Linked DNA regions of Zea mays: region 2 is linked to region 1. Evidence: chromatin contacts called from public Hi-C data. All regions are on one chromosome and are shown on one strand. The core of a region is the stretch at or near the end of the contact, and the rest is flanking DNA. Distances in the headings are between cores, read along the strand shown.

Region 1 (3,609 bases), core at 511-3,010:
GGGCCATGGGAGATGGAGAGGAAACACGCATGCATGTGTAGTAGGGGCATCGAATCTGGGAGAGAGAGAGGACGCGGCTATGGCGACGGCGATGGCGACGGCGGTGGTAGTAGTGGTGGTCTACGTACGTACGTATCGGATCGTCTAGACGTCTAGAGAGAGAGAGGACAGGACAGAAGGAGGCGAAGTGGTGGGTGGTGGGGCCGGGCGTTGCAAACCACCACATGAGCGCACATGGGGGGTGCCTGGCCCACCTCCGCCCGCCCGGCAGGCAGCGGATGCATGGATTGATTGCCTTGCCCGCCGAGGCTTCATTCCACGCGCAACGGCAGCATGCCTGCCGGTGGTGCATTTTCTCTCTCTCTCTTTCTCTCTAGCCGGCTAGCCGCTCCGCCCCAACACGAATTGATACCGCTAGTACGTTAGTATATGCCTTTTCAGTTTCCTTGAAATGAAAAAGGTTTACATTGAATTAAACCTATAAAAAATCTAAGGGTTACTATTATATATATCGATAGGTATCGCTAAACTGGCCATGAAATATATTTTTCTCCCTACGCCATACTACTTATCAAAGATGTAAGCATGGATACTGTTTTATTAAACTTAGTCAAATGAAATTTGACTTGGTCAGAGCGCAGAGCTGCATATTTGTTTGGTGGCCTACTTGTACCTGCACATAAAAGATGATCGGTCATACTGGCATGAATAATAATAATAGTAGTAGCTAATAACAATCCTGGTGGTGAATGGTGATCCAAGAAGGCACGGCGCCGCGCCGCCGCTCGTAGTCACGAACCCCGACCGCTCCTTCTCCAGTGGCGACGGCGAGCCGGCCGGCGAGCGGGAAAAGGATGGATGAATATGATCCGCGCAAGCTAATAATTAAGTGCCCGTTAGTTCCAGTCGATTCGACGCTGACCCGTGACAAAATAAATTCTAAAAAGTCTTGCGCGGGCACCGTATCAGTAATCAGAGTATGCGGACGACGTGCATATATATATAGATAAGATAATCTTCTCGTTTTTTTCTTCTTCTTCCATTTACGCATCACGATCAGGGAGAGGTCAGTTACTGGCTACTAGCTTAGCTAGGGTCGTCGTTGCTATACGCTCGCGCTAGCTGTAGCAGCTGGGAGTGATAGCTGCTGCTGCTGCTAGTGCATGCTTACCTATAGCCTGCTGCCTAAACGACGCATTATTATTTTCGTTTGGTCCAACGTCTAAACCAGTGCCGTCGGCCTCATGCACGCACACACGGGACGCCGGACGGGACGGGAGAGAGGTGCGACGACGACGACGACGACGACGACGACGGCCGGGCGAAAGGAGAATCCGATCCGACTGGTAGGGCGTGCTAATCACTCGCGTGCACATCACACACACGATCGGCGAACACGGCGGACCGGGAGAGAAAGCATGCACGCATGCATGCAGTCGGATGCGGCGTTAAGGTATGCAAGGAACACGTATGTCTCTGTGGCCGATCGAGAGGCCTGCAACTTTTCGCGCGCGTCCCTTCTGTTACCTGCCTTTGCTAGCTCTTGCTAATAAATCCGAGCTAGAGGGAGTGGTTATGTGATAATGCACTCGTAACCGAACGCTTACACGATTTGTCCGGTGCCAATAATGATGCTTAATTAACAGATGACATGAACTACTGCCCAACCGCTAATGACCCGGTGTCCATATATGGCCCATGCCTGCATGGATCATGTTCTTGGAGCTGTCGGGGCATGCAAACCCGCAATGACTATATTGTGCAGTGCCTGTTTCTGTCCAAATTAAACGTTTGTCCAGATCACACGTACAGCAGCCACGTACTATATGTATATCTATATCACAATTCTCCTCGACATATATTCCTTTTCTCGTGATGGGTAATATTTATATATGTGCGCTCATATTTGTATCGATATATATACCTAATCTCTATATCTACATATACATGCTTAGAGGAGCGTCAGACTCATACCACGTGATTGGTTGCAAAATTTGTGATTGGTTAGATGTAGAGGATGACGGCAGGCATACTCCCACGGACACAAACAACATAACCTTTGTTTAGCTCGCTCATCTGCATGTGAATTGAAGTAGAGCGTCAAACCATATGGTCTCAATGTCCACGCATAGAGAATAGTCAGACCGATCACGTGCAGAGGTGTACAACTATTAGAGATAGAGTTCGCAATAATCACTATAAAGGTTCCTGAGAGAAAAATGGGACGTTGAACCATACGCTATAGATCAGAGGCATGCCCAACGGTCACCAGTGACTAGTGCTGATATAGTGTCCATTCGGAGGCATCAAACTCTGACGCATTATATTGGTTCGGCCATAAGCTATAGATCAGAGGCATGCACAACGGTCACCAGTGACTAGTGCTGATATAGTGTCTATTCGGAGGCATCAAACTCTGACGCATTATATTGGTTCGGCCATAAGCTATAGATCAGAGGCATGCCCAACGGTCACCAGTGACTAGTGCTGATATAGTGTCCATTCGGAGTCATCAAACTCTGACGCATTATATTGGTTCGGCGACCAAGCGTCATATGGTTTGATGGTGCATAGAGAGATGGTTGTTTGGGATGCAACGGCTACATATCTCCATATGGGGCTATGATCCTAATGGGCTATTTAAGTAGTATGGGAGGTAAGGAACATATAAGGGGCGATATTCTTATTCATCTCACACATGTGGAGATCATCTACAGGTAACTAACCCACCCAATTAAATCTGTTGAACCATCCCTGCACGCTAGCCCACCCAACCGATTTTCCGCGCAACGCTCGTGTGTCCCGCTCGGCCACGCCCCCGCCACTCACACGTCGCGCTCGACCACCGTATAATTAGCCAACTCTGCTCCGATCTCCGATCTGATGTAACCCACCGCCGCGCCGACCCCACACCACCCAACGTCCACAGATCTTCATTGTCGCGCCTCCACTCAACACCGCCGCAACAACCGCCTCTCATCCTCAATTCATCACTTTGAGTCGCTAAATGTTTATTCCTGAATGGTTGAAGTAAACCTTAAATTTCTGAATGTTTCTTCCTTATAAAATTTTAAAATTGATGAAAGGTTGAAGTAAACCTAGAATATCTAAATAGTTGTTTATGTTGTATGTTGAAACCTTAAATGACTGAAGTATATTTTGAATGGTCGAACTAAACTTTAAATGGCTAAAGTAAATTAAACCTTGAATGGTTAAATAATTGTTGTTGTGCACTACAGGGCAACGGACGGATCAGCCCCGTTAAACACGTGTGGGATCGTTTTAACTCCTGGTCAGATGGTGCAGTTGCCGATTGGTTCCCTAGTCCGGTTAATTTCCTGATGTTACTTCTCTGGTGGGCTAGTCCGATTAGTCCTTTTAATCAAGTGATGGACCCTAGGTGATAAATATCGTTTTTGTGTATAAAACAATGGACATTTAAATGATTTCACTTAGTATAAACTATATCTTTTGGGATGAATTGATGCCAAATGCAAATAGCAGATCAGCTATAAAAAAGTATTCACAAGTTTTTTAGATTTGAAAAATAAAAAGAATCTGAAAATTGTAAACAACTTTCAATTAAGATATATATCCAAGAACATCAAC
Region 2 (3,609 bases), core at 532-3,031, 240 kb before region 1:
AACGAGCATTATTATGGCTTTCAATTCCGCTATATATACTACTACCATATGTGATGACTGATGAGGGCAGTTACCAACTTAGGCCTTGTTTGGATACTATTAATTGTATTCACATCAATACACGTGTATTGGATTGAAGTGTAAGCTTAAACTAATTTATTTATGTTATAATCCACTTAGATTAAAATGAATCCGAGTATCCAAACAAGTCTTTATGGATTAAAATGAATACACTTAGTCTTTGTTCGGTTATTCTTGTACCATATAGTTTGAATAAGATTAGAAAAAAATAAAAAAGATTTTTTTTGCCTTACTCAAGATTTAAACCTACTCAATCCCAGGTATCCATATGGATTGAGATCAAACCAAACATGTCCTTACCATGCGACGTATAGTTTCTATGTCTAATAATTCTAAAAACCATGTTATAATTAAAAACAATATTTTCAATGAATAGTCTTTCCGGAGTACATCTCATTTAAAGTATCATTATTTCCATTGGATATATAGATGTGTGTGTATGCGCGTATAGTAATTTCTATAATACGTAAATGATAATAGTAGGTGTATGTATATATGGATATAGCTGTGTGTGCATGCGGCTTGCGTGCGTGTAATAAAATACAAGTAAAAACTCCCTCAAAGTTTGACTCTAGCAAGGGTACAAACAATTAAAACATGCATGCATCCTGCACGCACGCACTCGCCGACAGACCAGCCGAGTTGGAGACACCGCAACCGCATGCACCTCACATCCAGCCACGTGCCGCACGATCGAAACAAAAAAACATCCTATCCTACTACTGCAATAGTAGTACGTACGGAGTACTCTGTACTCCTCCTACTTGGTGCACGCGGAAACAAGAAGAAAAAAAAAGCAAAGCTGCAAACTTCCATGCATGCGTTGTGCGGTGTCCAAGCCACACTGACCGCTGCTCACGCCATGAGAGCTCGCGCTGCTTTGTCCTCTTGCACGGGAGCAAAACGACACGGCCACGCATGACTCATCGATGTGCATGCATGTGAGTGCGGTGCGCGCGCGCATGATGATCGCCGTCAGCTCGTCACCCCGCTAATACAATACAAACCGCACGCGCGACACGTGTTTGGTCTGACGACGGCCAGAGAAGAAGCAAACTAGCTTGGTGGCGACCTGGCTAGAACTGAACAGATAACCGATCACAATGTTTTCATTTACACATTGATTGCAACAAGGTTAGTCTAGATTAAGTACTGAAACGATGCGTTCAGCGGCTCTAATCTAAAACGAGGCTAGAGACCGATCGGACGGGATCTATACATATATTCATATTGTGAGGAATTGTTCAGGATCACGGACTGATGACTGACTGTTCGCCATGCAGACAAAAGAAATCGATCAGTATAAACCAATCAAGGCAGGCAGGCAGGCAGGCATGCAGTTGGAGAGACTACAACATTCACAGTTTCACACACACAAGAACAACAAGAAGAAGCAGCAGCTTTAATTATTTGGATGCTGGTGTTTTGATGAATGAATGAGTGAGTGAGGAATGGACGGATAATAGTACAAACAGCGGCGGCGATCATGATATATTACCTTCTTTCTTATGTCGCGTCGTCAGCCGGGCGGCGGCGGCGATCCACGCGCGCTTCACCGGCACCACCACCGCCTTCTGCCACCACTCCATCGACACCGCCGCGGCCGTCAGTGCCCTTTGCCAGACAGACAGACAGAGAGAGAGAGAGAAGAGAGACAGGAGAGATGGAAGAAAGAAGGAGCAGGAGAGAATCAATCACATGGACTGTGAACAGAAGCGGCGAGCTTAAGTAGTAGTAGTACAACAAAGAAAGGAAGGAAGAAAGGGGGAGGAGACGCCGCCGCCGCCTGCTGCCAGTGCCACCTAACCCCTGTTGGATACCCTACACGTTGCCTCGGGCCCTGCGCCAGGCGCCCATTCCTAATACGCTCCCCCCTCCCTCGGCCATGCATGCATGCTCACCGTCTCTGCCACGCAAATAAATCATCAAAAAAGCTAATTAAGCAAGCAATCCCGCGTGGAGGATAAACTAGCTAGCCGTCGTGTATCTGTTGGATTGGTTTCCCACAAGCAAAGCAAAGCGAAGCAAAGCTTTATTAACTGGTATCAAGGTCTCTCTCACGCATATCACCTTCTCTTCTCACCAGATTATTTACTAGTACTAGTTTAGTTTCCATGTGTAGTACGTCTGATCTGGGTCGAATAGATGAAAGGGTAGTGTACCACCAGATCCTTTCATGCCATTGCCAAGGAGAGCTGAGAATCCCCTAGATCACGCATCCCCGGCCCAGATGTGGCAACAAATTAAGTCAGGTATAGGATTTCTGCAGATTTCTTGTTCCAGTACTATTGACTATCGCGATGTGAACCTGCACAAGCGCAAGGCCGTGGCAGCATGGCATGTCGAGAAATAATCAGCGATCTTGCAGGTATAAACTGTGTGTCAGAAGGAGGACTGATGAGGCTCTTTGGACGCTTCCGCTCGCTCCACATACATACATACATGGGCCACTCCGTGGCACAGCTCACAAGTCTTTCGAGTCAACCCAAAGACTTTTTGGCAATGCACGATGAGAGTAATTAAGGACAATGACGATATGCGTTCCTTTCAGCAGTTCATATCTGAACCCACCACGATTTCTGGGACAATCGAAGCATCGATTCGACTCCGGTGGTTGGATGTTGGAACAAATTGGATGGTGTATTATTGCTCCAAATAAACTGAAAACAAGAAGTTACCCCTTCTCGTGTATCAAACTATTCTAAGTTCTTCATATACTCTTTTGAAAGCTTGGAGCTCATTATTAGTTCCTGCTCCTTCACCAGCGAGTACCCTGACTCAATCAATGCTTCCAGTGTTGGCTGGTCGAGGGAGAAACATGACATCAAGACGGGCGAAGGAATTAGCAGCAGTCTAATCTGTGCAACTCATCTACTCCCTCCAGTCAGAAGAGCACGACCGATTCAGACGCGAGACATGCTGCTGGCCAGCTTGTTTCCTGAATGTCTGTCTGAACGTCTTGCTGTCCTCACTGGAGGTAGTAGGCGGCTAGTCTATATGCAGAGACCGACGACTGTGTTGCTTTAGTATCGAATACCTTTGGGGGTATAAACGTTGGAAGCTCCTCGCCTTTCTTTCGCTTAAGAAGCTTCTCATTTAGCTGTTCATGCCCACCGATTTCTTCGACCCACTGCAGTGCAAGGGAAACGGTGATATGTGACGTAGGCTATCTCTGAATATGAACGGCATTTTTGGAAGTTGCAGTGGGCAAAAAAGCACCCCCTCCCTTTCCATACTAAATACCCTGACACAGGCCCACCACCCACATCTATATTTTCAGGATTTATTTAGCTCTAGTCATGTATGTAGTCATTACATGCCAAACATGACCCAGATGCTATATATGCTTCCACGGCAAACAATTTACCTGACAAACCAAAAAAAAAAAATGCACAAGCATATATGTTACGCATTTGCTGAAACTAAAAGGGACTAAAATAGAGATAATCCCTCTTTCAGTTCATGTGTTTGACAATTTAGGGACTAAAATAGATGAACTAAAAATTAGTCCCTAGAAACCAAACACCC

Evidence for each region. A called contact is a pair of places that touch in the nucleus more often than the background predicts.
Region 2: a contact with region 1 is called in a Hi-C map of endosperm, with 2.1 times the contacts expected there. The contact joins the promoter of LOC100275046 here to the enhancer-like site in region 1. A contact is called at or near these places in 2 of 25 Hi-C or Micro-C datasets (endosperm and leaf).

Annotation. Positions count from the first base shown.
Region 1 is chr2:4,149,137-4,152,745 of Zm-B73-REFERENCE-NAM-5.0, reverse strand. No RefSeq gene overlaps it. Among protein-coding and RNA genes, the nearest start is that of LOC100285244, 12 kb to the right of the region's middle. Within about 2 kb of position 1,760, at least 2 of the 20 cell types and tissues checked have an H3K27ac peak or open chromatin away from gene starts, as enhancers often do. A contact at or near this core is called in endosperm, where this site is marked.
Region 2 is chr2:4,388,509-4,392,117 of Zm-B73-REFERENCE-NAM-5.0, reverse strand. LOC100275046 reads right to left here and starts at 1,781. Exons shown (of 2, transcript NM_001159434.2): 1 at 1,580-1,781. The coding sequence starts at 1,670. LOC103645817 (ribulose bisphosphate carboxylase/oxygenase activase 2, chloroplastic) reads right to left here. Exons shown (of 12, transcript NM_001364552.1): 11 at 3,119-3,211; 12 at 2,581-2,882. The coding sequence ends at 2,778.